Regions from separate parts of the Anser cygnoides genome. Here region 2 is linked to region 1. The links are chromatin contacts, called in public Hi-C maps. All regions are on one chromosome and are shown on one strand. The core of a region is the stretch at or near the end of the contact, and the rest is flanking DNA. Distances in the headings are between cores, read along the strand shown.

Evidence for each region. Hi-C and Micro-C count contacts between places; a contact is called where the count stands out from the background.
Region 2: a Hi-C map of liver shows a contact between it and region 1, with 4 times the contacts expected there. The contact joins the promoter of SMDT1 here to the promoter of TOB2 in region 1. A contact is called at or near these places in 2 of 7 Hi-C or Micro-C datasets (both in liver).

Annotation. Positions count from the first base shown.
Region 1 is chr1:43,952,592-43,958,256 of Taihu_goose_T2T_genome, forward strand. TOB2 (transducer of ERBB2, 2) reads right to left here and starts at 2,188. Exons shown (of 2, transcript XM_048078792.2): 1 at 1,869-2,188.
Region 2 is chr1:44,181,471-44,187,140 of Taihu_goose_T2T_genome, forward strand. SMDT1 (single-pass membrane protein with aspartate rich tail 1) reads left to right here and starts at 1,594. Exons shown (of 3, transcript XM_066990201.1): 1 at 1,594-1,809; 2 at 1,934-2,074; 3 at 3,317-5,127. The coding sequence starts at 1,675. The coding sequence ends at 2,071. PHETA2 (PH domain containing endocytic trafficking adaptor 2) reads left to right here. Exons shown (of 2, transcript XM_066990192.1): 2 at 1-1,470.

The DNA of each region.
Region 1 (5,665 bases), core at 938-3,437:
TTTAATTGGCGGCTTAGTCAGAGGCTGCTCAGCCTTCAGCTGCCCTCACCTTGCTCAAACAGACACACCGCGTTCAACTGTCTTCCTAAAATGGGCTTCGGGGATGCTCTCACGCAGCGCTCGGCTGTGTTTACGTCGTGTGCCAATTATTTGGGGGTGGGGACGGAGCACAAACATCGGATGTCAGCAGTCCCCTGAGAGACCGGGAACCCCGGCAGCACGGCCACGTACCCAGGCCAGCCTCGGTCAGGAGGCGGAAGGACTGACCAGACTCGTTTGCTTGGTCTGGGTTAGTGGACGAAAAGAATTAAATAAGCAAACTTTAAGGAAACCCTCAAGTATTTTTAGGCTTTGTTACTAAAAAAACAGGGCGTGGATTCTACGGTGTGTTTTTTTCAGTACTAATCCAAGTCCAAGGAGGCTTAGTTTAAGGACTACAGCAACCAAAAGCAGATCCGACACCTCGAGTCTGCCAACAAGGTCAGTTCTGGATGGAATCCCCCTCACGTTTAACCCAGCAACAAGAAAAAACACACGAACAAGAGGATGGAAAAGTGGGAGTGAAGTCTTGCCTTTAACACCTGCTTTAAGGAACTCCTGAGGTGTAACAAGTTGTGTTAGGGCGCTGGGGCCTGACCAAGAATGGATGAACACCGAAGAAGAAACAAGCAACGAGTTTTTGCAGGGCCCAGCAAGGAGGTGCCATTTTCAGAAGGGAGGAGTGTCAGTGCCGAGACAAAGCCCTTTCTGCAGAAAACGACATCAGGCAAAACCCCGAAGAGCCCCTCTGTAAGTGTTAAAGAGCACTTGTAAGGCCTGTGCTACCTCAAGGGGGGGTTGTGTGATACCACGCTGGACCTTTGGCTTTGAGGCACCTGGGGGAGCAGACAGCTTGGGATCCCAGCAAATTATGAGGGAAGGGAACAGCCAGTTTGCTCATCTTGTGTGGTAAATCCTAATCCTGACCCCAAATTTAGTAAGAAATGAGAATTTGCAGGCTGAGAATGGCACGAAGCCGTGTTTGTCACCACCCTAATAGCAACACAAACGCCTCAGTGCACTTTGAGGGTCCCCATCCTCATCGACCTTCTGCACAAGGCAGCAAGGAGACAACTACAGCTCGCTGCCTCCTCTCCTTCTCCTTTTGTCAAGGAGTCCTCCCCCTGTCTAAAAGAGGCACACTCTGTAAGTTAAGCGTGACGAGAAGGGGTTAATCGGCCTAATGACACCCGCCGTGCCCCCCTGCCCGCCCGCCCCCTCAGGGGGGACACCCGGCGGCCATTAGCGGTGACCCAGCCGCGGCGCCTCCCACCGGCCGCGAGGCACGCTGGGACTTGTAGTCCGCGCGCACCCCCCGCCCCGCCCCGCTCCCCGTGACCTACTTCCCCTCCGAACTACGGCTCCCGGCGTGCCCCGCGCGGGGGGCCCGGCCCGCCGCCCCGGCTCTGCCTCGGCGGGGCAGGGCGCAAAATTTTCCACGGCACATGCGCCCCGCCCGCACCCGCCCCGCAGCGCGGCGCCGGGGGCCGCCGGGCAGCCGCCGCCCCCCTCTCCCCTCCCTCCTCCTCCTCCTCCTCCTTCTTCCCCTCCGCCAGGGCCCGGAGCCCCCGGCCGGGCACGGCCCAAGGACGGGGGGCAGCCGCTGTTTGCCCCCCAGCAGCTGCAGAGCCCCGCAGCAGGGCTGCCCCCCCCCCCCGTTAAGGCGCCTTTGTTACAGCGGGGATGGGCATAAGGGGGTGTAGGGACGGGGGGAGCCCCGACACTGGTGACTTTCACCCCCCCCCCCCCCAAGCCCCGCTGGCCGCCCGGGGGTGAGGGGAGCAGCCCCCAGCGCAGCCCACAAAGGGGCCCCCCCAGCCCCCACTTACTTCGTCCTCGGCTCCGGGCGCTGCTGGGGGGGAGCCCGGGCGCTGCGTGCGGGTCCCTGCCCCGTCCCTCGCCTTCTCCCTGCCCGGCGCTGTCCTGCGGCTCCCTCCGCGGGGCGGGGTCCTTCCTCCGCGGGGCTGCGGCCCGGAGGGGTGCCGGGGGACGGCCGGGAGGTGAGGTGCGGGTACCGCTGCCCTGCGCCGCCGCCGGCCTGGCCTCGCCTCGGCCCGGAGCCGCCCGCGCCCTGGCCCCAAGTGAGCCAACTCACGGCAAACTTTCACCCTTAGCAACCCCGCGCACGGATCCGCGCTGCGCCCCGCGTGATGCGGCCCCGGGGGGCGGGCCGGGACTACTTCCCGCTGCCTCCGCCCCTCCGCGCCTCACGGGGCTGGGGGGGGGCGCTCCGTGTCTGTCTTTTTTCCCTTCCTCCACCACTTTATTTATTTATATATCTATCTATCTATTTATTTATTTATTTGTTATTTCTTCCAGGAGGGGACTGAGCGTGGCTCAAGCGGCAGCGGGGGGAGGGGGGGAGGATTGACCCGCGGCTTAGCCCGGCCCCTGCCCTGCCCGGAGCCCCCTCAGGGATCACCACCGTCCCCTGAGGGGACGAGGCCGAGCCGCTGGAGCCGCCCCCGCGCCTCCACCCCCCCACCCCGGCTCCGCGGACTATTTAGCCACCTCACAGCCGTGCGCCTCCGCCCCCAGCGTAGGGCCGGCCCGGCCGCGGCGGAGGCGGCGAAGGGCCCGCAAGGTGCGCGAGCGGCCCCCGTGCTAAAAATAACTGCGGCGTGTTAGCAACAGCATCCCCATTGGCCGGCCCGGCCCGGCGGCGCCTCCGGATTGGTGCGCCGCCTCAGCCAATGAGCCGCTGGGGGTGTGCGCGCGGCGCGGGGGCCGCCGGGAGTTGTAGTTGCCGGGCGGCGAGGCCCGGCCGCAGGCGGTGTGAGGAGCGCGGGCGGCTGCCACCGCCCCGTCGCGGTCCCTGTCACGGAGCGGCTCGGCCGGCCCTGAGCGGAGCCCGTGAAATCGTCCCCCGTTTTCTTTGGTTCTGAGTTCCCCAGGAAAATCTCATCCCGGAGTCGGGTTTAATCTTGTAATTGGATCTTCTCGGCACACGGGCTGACGTGCAAACGTTGAATTTACACCCGTTTTCAGAAGGGATGAGCACGAGTGCCTCCAAAGCCACTCCCTGTCCCCCTGGTTAAATAATTCTCCATAGCATCTGTCCCCCAAACACTAAAATATCCAGTTACGCTAAACATCAAGCTCCTCTCTTGCCCTACGTCCACCAAGACCTTCAGCATCTTTCTGGGTTTTGCCTCTCCTCCCTTGCCCAGGACCCCTTTACCTGAGGGACTTTAGGTACTGCCTTTGGGATTTTAGGTAATTTGCCACCAAAGAGGATTTTTGAAGCCAGTCAACGCCACACATTAAGAAATCTGTTAAGAAATCTGTCAATACCGTCCTCTCCAGACACTGCAACAGCAGCCACCGTCGCTCATTTTCTCACCGATAAAAAAAAAAAAGCAAAACAACTTTGGAACATTTTTCTTCTGTAGGGGAAGGGAGAGAAGGGGAAGATTTGTAAGAACTATTACGAGCAGCCTTATTTTCATGGCTTCTGGTTTAAAGGGAATTTAGCTACAAAAGAACACATTTTTTCTAATGCTCCCTTGCTTGGCTGGAAACCAAATCCTGCTGTCAGGAAATTAAAATGACGGCGCTATTTTTAGCACCATTAAGAAAAAAAAAAAAAGGCAATTACATTGCTAAAATGCTATTGTTGTTTTAATAAGGCGTTACTAAGAGGGCGTTACACGTTAGGGCTCTTTAAAATACCTGCGCCTTGACCGCGCTCCTTTAATTATCTGCTCGCCGGTACGCACGCACGCGGAGGAATCCTGTCACCGGAGGAATCCTGTCACCGGAGGAATCCTGTCACCGTATCCGCTCCCGCATTCTCGGCCATTTGGCTGTTACGTCAAGGCAAAGCTCCCCAGTCACACGCACACGGACAGGGCAGGAATCGCCAAGCCGCCAGGGCAGAGCCAGTCCGGGCAGGCAGGTTAGAGCCGGGCATAATTAACTGCGCCGGATCCCGAGTCCTCTTTACATTCAAGTCACACGACAACCTCAAGGAAATGGATTTTTTTTTGTTCCCCTGCTATCGACATAGGCAAATTGACAACTCCAGCTGATCCCCGTAATGAGAAAACAACAGCTCCTGCGCAGACAGGGGTTCTGAAGCAGGATTTCATCTGTGCAGCTCCCCCAGGGAAAGCTTGAGGTGGACTCGGGGCACTTGCTTACCTCATTTTTTATTTTTTTTTTTATTAAAGGCAGTGCTTCAGGCTCAAGGGCTTTGTCGAGACAAGGTCTAGGTGATTCAATGGGCTGGAGGTGTGTTACGACAGTTATTTGCTGAGCTCAGTTGGAAGTTGTGACGCCGTAGCTGGTCTTTGGTCTGAAGAGGCATGGAACAGGGAACAACCCGATTTCAAAAGGCAGCGATGCCTTGTTAGTACTGGCAACAGAGGCCAATTTCTTAATAGGCCGAGAGTTCCCATGCTTCTCCTCCCCCCCAGTGTAAACAACTGAAATAAAAGGATTTTTTACTTATTACATAACATCCTTTGGATTAAAAAAAAAAAAAAGGAAAAAAACGCAGTAACTCTACCTAGAAAGGTAATGGCAGGAAAGCATTTAGCTCCCCGCAACCAGGCTTCGCGGCCAGCACCGCGGGAGTTGAGCCGCCACCGAGAGGCCGCGTCCCTCCCGCCCTTCCTTGCGGTTGTCACACAAGTCCTTCGCAGCCCCGAATCGCCCGAACTGGGAGCCCCACAGCCTGGTGATGCCCTCCCAGGCCTCAGCAGGCACACAGGAGCAGGACGCTTCTTGTCCCGCTCCCCATTCCCCACCCCAGCAAGGAAGCTTCCCCTTTAGTACGTGCTCCGGTCCTCAGTACCACCAGGAAATCTCGCACTGGACAAGAGCTGTTTCAACGAGTTTTGCTTTGTTTATCTGTTTAGGTAACGAATACTGCACTTTCCTGGTGGCCGCGCCTCGGTTTCATTTGCTGGTGACCAGAAACACTACCACGCAAGCAAGACTGACTTTTTTCCAGGCTGCCCAACTGCATCCATTGCCCTTGTCTGCACGAGCAGCTTTAGGGCGACGTCCTGTCCGTGCTCTGAAAGTACCAGAAAGGCAGCGGCGCTGAACCGAGCTGAGCAACATTTGGCATTCTCCCCAGGGCTGTCTGAGCAAACAAGGCAAAGGGAAAAGAGCCTGTCCCTCCCTCTCTCCACCTGCCCAGTGACTCAGAACAACTAGAAATGGCAGCTTCACTCCCATCGCTGCCAGGACGCAGACCCGATATACCCGGCAGCGTGAGGGCACCGCGAGTGCCAAGAAAGTAAGTGTGCTCAGCCGTTTTGGGGATGGGGGAAGGGATGGGGAATCTCGGATCTCTATAGCAACCCCTGGCTGCCTGATCCTGCTAAATGATCAGGGACAAGGGCTGCTCCAAAATTACATCTTCTAGGGGTCCCTGCACCGGGGGCAGTAACAGGCAAAAGAAGTAATTCAAACTTCATTTCCCTCCGCCCTCGCCAAATGACTTTTCTCAGCTTAGAAACTTTGGGGAAAGAAAAGAAAGCAGAAAAGATACGTACAAGCCTTCTGCGTTCCTTGTGTGGTAATCTAGGTGGCCTGACTGAGGGCGAGTGATAACTTCTGGTCAAAGTGTGATAAAGTTCCAGGTACAAAACAATCTGCATGTCATGCGCCGGTT
Region 2 (5,670 bases), core at 344-2,843, 230 kb after region 1:
TTTCTGCAGCACTGAGAAGAAAATGGCAGAATCTTACAAAATATTTGTGCTTGGCCCAACAGTCTATGCATGGGCATTGGTTAGGACTTACTTGAAAGTGCTGTGTGACTTTTGATGCACATGGTCAGGGCTTCCTCTCAATCCCTGTCCAGCCCATTACATAGCAGGGCCTGCCCTTTTCATGACTAAAAAAGAGCCATAATCGGAGCCATCCTCAAATTTGTATGCGTCTGCAGATTTTTTGGCTGCCCACCGCCACTCGCTTCATTAGGCAGGAAAACACCTAGGCGCTCTGAGACATCAAACCAGCTCATCTGGGGATCAGCTGTGCTGGCTGTGCCTTCGAAGCAGCCCCCAGGCAGAAGGTCGGGATTTCTGCTTCCTGAGATTGCACACTTACGTGGCTAATGGACCGTGCGCGCTCTGTGTCTGCAGGCAGAGATCATTACAGGAAAAGGAGCGAGTTTTCGCTGCTCTCGCTAGCACATTGTCCCCTGCGGCAAAATGCGACTGATTGCCACACGCTTTTTTTCTCCAGTCTTTCAGGTCTGGGCTGCTTCACTTTCTACCTTCCTTCCTTATTATTTTTTAAAAATAGAAAGTGTCTGACCAGTGCAAAACAGGATCCTTAGCAAAGGGGGACTGAATGTTTTAAAGCTAAATGGCTACTTTTCTTAAAGTACCGAAGGCAACATTTAAGAATTTTCCTTGGAATAATAATGCAAAAGTGATGAGAGAAAAATGCATGTATCTGAATGCTTGAATTTAAAATAATTTGAAGACTGAAGGAAGTGAGGGAAATTGTGTCAGTTTTTGTAAGCTTTGCCAGGAAGGGAACCCAAACCTGTTAAAACAGCTGATGAAATCCTTATACTTTTCTGTGGATGGGATTCCACATTCAGGCCCGTAATATATTGTTTTATTTACGCACATTTATCTTTTTATGAAACGCCTGTTGTGATGTTTTCCACTTGATCTGAATCCAGGTCCTAGCGATGAGTAACCTGAAGCGTCCACCACTGGCCGCCGCTTGCCATTTGGGACATTCGTGACTAAGAACGGACAAACGCTTTCCATTACAAGTTACCGCATTCATAGTTTAGGGCTTGGTCAGCCCCTGAGCTCAGCCCTCACTGCCTTCACGGAGAAACTTGAGGAACAAACCCCGCTGAAACACGCTGGGATCTGCGCGAAGCTCCAGTTTCAGTGGCAACTTTGCACCCAGCGTACTGTAGGACCTGCACAAGTAACGACACTACAAGCAATTTGCGGAAACACTCCTGTCCTTTGAAGTGCTTATATTTCGAGTATATAACGTGTTCTTTTTCGGAGGCGAGTTTGCATGCGCCTTTTTTATTTTTTTTTTATTATTTTTACATGCAGAACTTGTGTGTATTATGCATTTCAACACTGTAACCACTTGTATTTTACGCCGGCCAGCTGAATAAACCACTTCGCGTTTGTTTGTAAGCCGCCTGGCGCCGCCCCAGCCGCGGACCCCTGACGGGGCCGGGCCTCACCGGGGCCGGGCCCGCCCTCGTCCCGGCCGCTGTGGGACGGGCCCCGGGGCGGGGAGCGGGGCCGGGCCGCCGCCCTCCCGCATGCGCCGCTCCCCGGCGGCCCCGCAGCCTCGCGAGAGCCGCGGGCGCAGCCCGGAGCGGGGCAGGAGGGACGATGGCGGCGGCGGGCGGGCGGCTCCTGGCGGCGGCCGCGGCCCGCTCGGGGCGGGCGGGCTGGGCCGGGCTGCTGGTGCCGTCCCGCGGCGCCACCGTCACCCGCAGCGGCGCCATCTTGCCCAAGCCCGTTAAGGTGAGGCGGGGGGGGGGGGGGGGGGGGGGCGGCACGGGGGGCGGCGGCGGGCGCGGAGCGGGCCGGTAACGGCGGTCCTGTCTCGGTTCCTGTCACGGTTCCTGTCACGGTTGAACCCTCGCAGACCCCCTTCGGCCTCCTCCGGGTATTCAGCGTCGTGATCCCCTTCCTCTACGTCGGCACGCAGATCAGCAAGAACTTCGCGGCGCTGCTCGAGGAGCACGATATCTTTGTGCCGGAGGACGACGACGACGATGATTAAAGGGTATGTCATTAATGGCACCGGCGGTCTAATCAGCTGTGCTTCCTGCTTGGCTCGGTGCAGGGAGAGGCTCGGACGAGGAAATGCGTGTTTCTGAAGCAGTTCTGAAAGATGCAGCTGTGGATAAAAGCAGGGACTGGTGCAGCTGTATTGCCTCTGGCTCTGAACTTCTCAGTTCTTTGGTACTGGGGTAGGCCAGATTGGTATCTGAATGAGAAATCCCCACAACACACGTTCTTTGGAGATAAACCAATCGTGCTTTAGATCTTGACATTTGAATCAGAAGTAAACTAGTCGGTGAGGGATTATGTGGTCTATACTGCAGGCATAAAAGAGAAACATTGCTGCTGAAGTGTTGTTAATGGTCACCTGCTTGGAAGTCTGCTAACCCGTGACTTTTAAATAACAATCACGTATTGTGTGAAATTCTGATAGAGAAGTGAAAAAAGCTTGAGAATTCCAGAACTCATTAGATCAAACTGTCATGTGGGTGCTGATCTCTGGAGTAGTTTGACCATTCAGACGAAGGAAGAGTGGAATAATTCACCTTTATCTACAGCACGCCACACTTTCTTCTGTTTGATATTATCCCATTTGGCCTGGCCTTGTGTAAAGATTTTAGTTTGTATTTCTTTATAGACTTCATCAGCGTTGTTTTATAGCTGTGTGTGCACTGTGCAGCTAAAATCAAAGAGTTAAAAGGTTGTGAAGATCGCAGTGGCTGTTAGAAAGCCACTTTTTGTAGACCCCCCACCTCGCGTGGTCTGGGGTTGTATGGACTGGAGCTTGGTACAGTATATCTGAAAAGTAACATGTTTTTATTCTATCTGCAGAACCATAACGGAAGAACAGAAGGGAGGAAGCCACTGTGAAAGAAATGCTTCCAACATTTGTCACCTGCATTTTGTCCTTCCTCAAGGGGACAGGGGGTACTGTATCCCCTTTGCCAGTCAATGCCCTGCTCGTGTCGGTGTAAGAGAAATCTGTAGATCAGGAATGAAGGAAGCACTTGATGGGTTCTGCATCCTTGCACACACACACTCATCCCATAAAGGACTGCTTGGGATTCCTTTTATTAGCAATATAGGAAATAATTAAAGAACAAGAGATTGAGATGCATGACTTTGTTTCCGTGGCTTTTTTTGTAGATTATTGTCTGTGACCTAATATTTCTGTCTTAACCCTTCTACCTTCCAAAGTCTGTTCTAGTGACAAGGTTCTTTTCGTATTTTTTTTTCCTTTTAGGAGTCTTTTCTGTAATTCAGTCCTAATCAATGGAACATAATAGGACCCTAAAAGAAGCAAGCGCCCCACAACACAGCCCCATTAAAAGAATGGAGTTCATATTGACAGTGGCACTGCAGTTCAAATAACGTTGACTTGAAAACTAGCACTGCGCAGGTATGCCTGATAGAGACTGTAGCATTAATTTCAGCTCGCTGAGGATTAAATACAGCATTACCAGTGCACAGTAAATGTTACGTAGGTTTGGTAATGTACAACGTTGAGATCATGAGTAGCAAACTAAGGTGACGCTTTTCACAGCATTTCATGTGTGGACAGTGAAACTCAGAATGCTCTGGCTCCAAGTACTTGTAATGTGTAGATAGTTCATTATTCCTGTGTGAGTCCTGGTATGTTTATTTTCTTAACTATGTGTAAACTTCAGTGTCCCCCCTCTTTTCTTAGAAGTATTTGCTTTTGCAATTAAATCATCACATAATAGATTTACAAGGTCTTCTCTGCTGCTGGTATCTTCAGTCACATCAGACCAGTTGCATACCAACTTGACCTTGAAAGGTCAAAGTCAAATGATTATTTTATTAAAGCCAGACATGTTATTGGGACAATGCTTTCTCGGGGTTTCTGGCCGCTATATCTGGCCTCCTCTCTTGACTGCCCACTTCTCCCTTCAGTATTCAAGTTAAAAGGCCACGTTTCTTTTAATGTTACATTAGCACAGTACTTAGTTTAAGCAGCCACATTTGTGCACTCATTATTTGCTAGTACTCTGTTTTTTAGCTCTCTAGCTTAGATGCTGACAGAAAGGGGAGCCTGCAATCTGTAACCCCAATAGCTGTGGCTGAAGGCAGCTGGCAGGGGCCAGAGTTACCCGGTATCTGAGCTGCCCCCCTTTCCCCAGCCTCAGTTCACCTCCCTTGGGAGCCAAACACCTCTCTCTTCTGTACTGCCAAACGCCTTTTCACTGCGTTATCCTACTGTCTCTTCTGGCTCCCTCCTGGCTGCGTTTTTTCAGCCCAGCCCTAAGAAACACCTCACTCCTCACTGCTTAACAGTTCTCACGTGGGGATGAAGGCACCGGTATTTAGGCAAGGATGGAAGTTTGAGAGTACTACAAGGATGCAGCGCTGATCACACACGGGAAAATTCCAGCACTGATTTAGCTGCTGAAAATGCATTCTGAGTGGCAAAAGAACAAATCTTCCTTCCTCTTCTCAGTGGCAAACTAATAATTCCTGACTCAATTATCGAGGTGATGGTAGTGATTAGGGAAGCTGAGGCGATTCCAGATAAGAAAGGGTTAAGAATGAAACTATTAAAGGAGAACAGAACATTAGGTGTAGGGCAGGAAGCAGATGTACGGACAATGTATCTCAAAATAGGACATACGGGCAATATATCTCGAACAAGACATTGGAATCCAAGATAAGAAATAATGAGCAGAAGATTCGAAGAAAAAACAGTCCTTGCGGTTAGGAAGAAAGCTAATTCAGCAGAATCCTGACCAAGGGTGAAAAGTACACTGTGAGGAAGACTTATGGCCTTCCTCTCTGAGACCACCGACCACAGCTCGACGACCCCTGCCCAAGACCACTGAGAGGATCTGCGCAGGCGCAGGACACAAAAAACTGATTAGCATGAGAAGCGAGAGTAGGCGGGGTTAGATAATGAATATGTATAGGCGTTAATAAAATATTAATCACTGTGATGTATAAATTTGGGACGGCTTTTCACTTCGGGATGCACGATAGGCGGAAAGATCCCCCGTGCATCCGGCGCCGTCAATAAAGAATAAATCACTTAAAGAAATTGGATTTATGATCTTTGAATCAATCTGGCACCCCAGATGGGACTTCTTCTCTGTCGGACCGCAGGACCCGCTGGGAACAGGACTCCCTAGGGTACCCCCGGGATTTCCCGGAGGGACTCCTCGACTCAACGGATCACTGCGGAGGCAGACACGGACCCCATCACTGTAAGTGATTATATTCTTTATTTTGGTTTGTTTGGTTGACCGGTCAATTGGGGTCGTCTGTAAGTCAGAAAGTAAAAGTTTTCTGCAGGACGGCATTTGGTTTTTTGGAAAGCACTCAGTTGCTGTTGGGAAACAAGTAACCTTTGCATGCGAGGTTGGTATTACGTTGTGTTTAAATGTGGAACTTGACCTTGGCTATTGTCTTTGGGATTTTGATTATACTCTTTATAACGTTACTAGGATCTTGGTGTTATTGTGGAAAGCTGCCGGCTTGTATTGTGTAACAAGAAACATTCTGAACTGTAACATGGGGGGGTAGCAGAGTAGTGGGATTCCAAAGAAAAGCCCGTTGGGATGTATCTTGAGTCATTGGAAAGATATA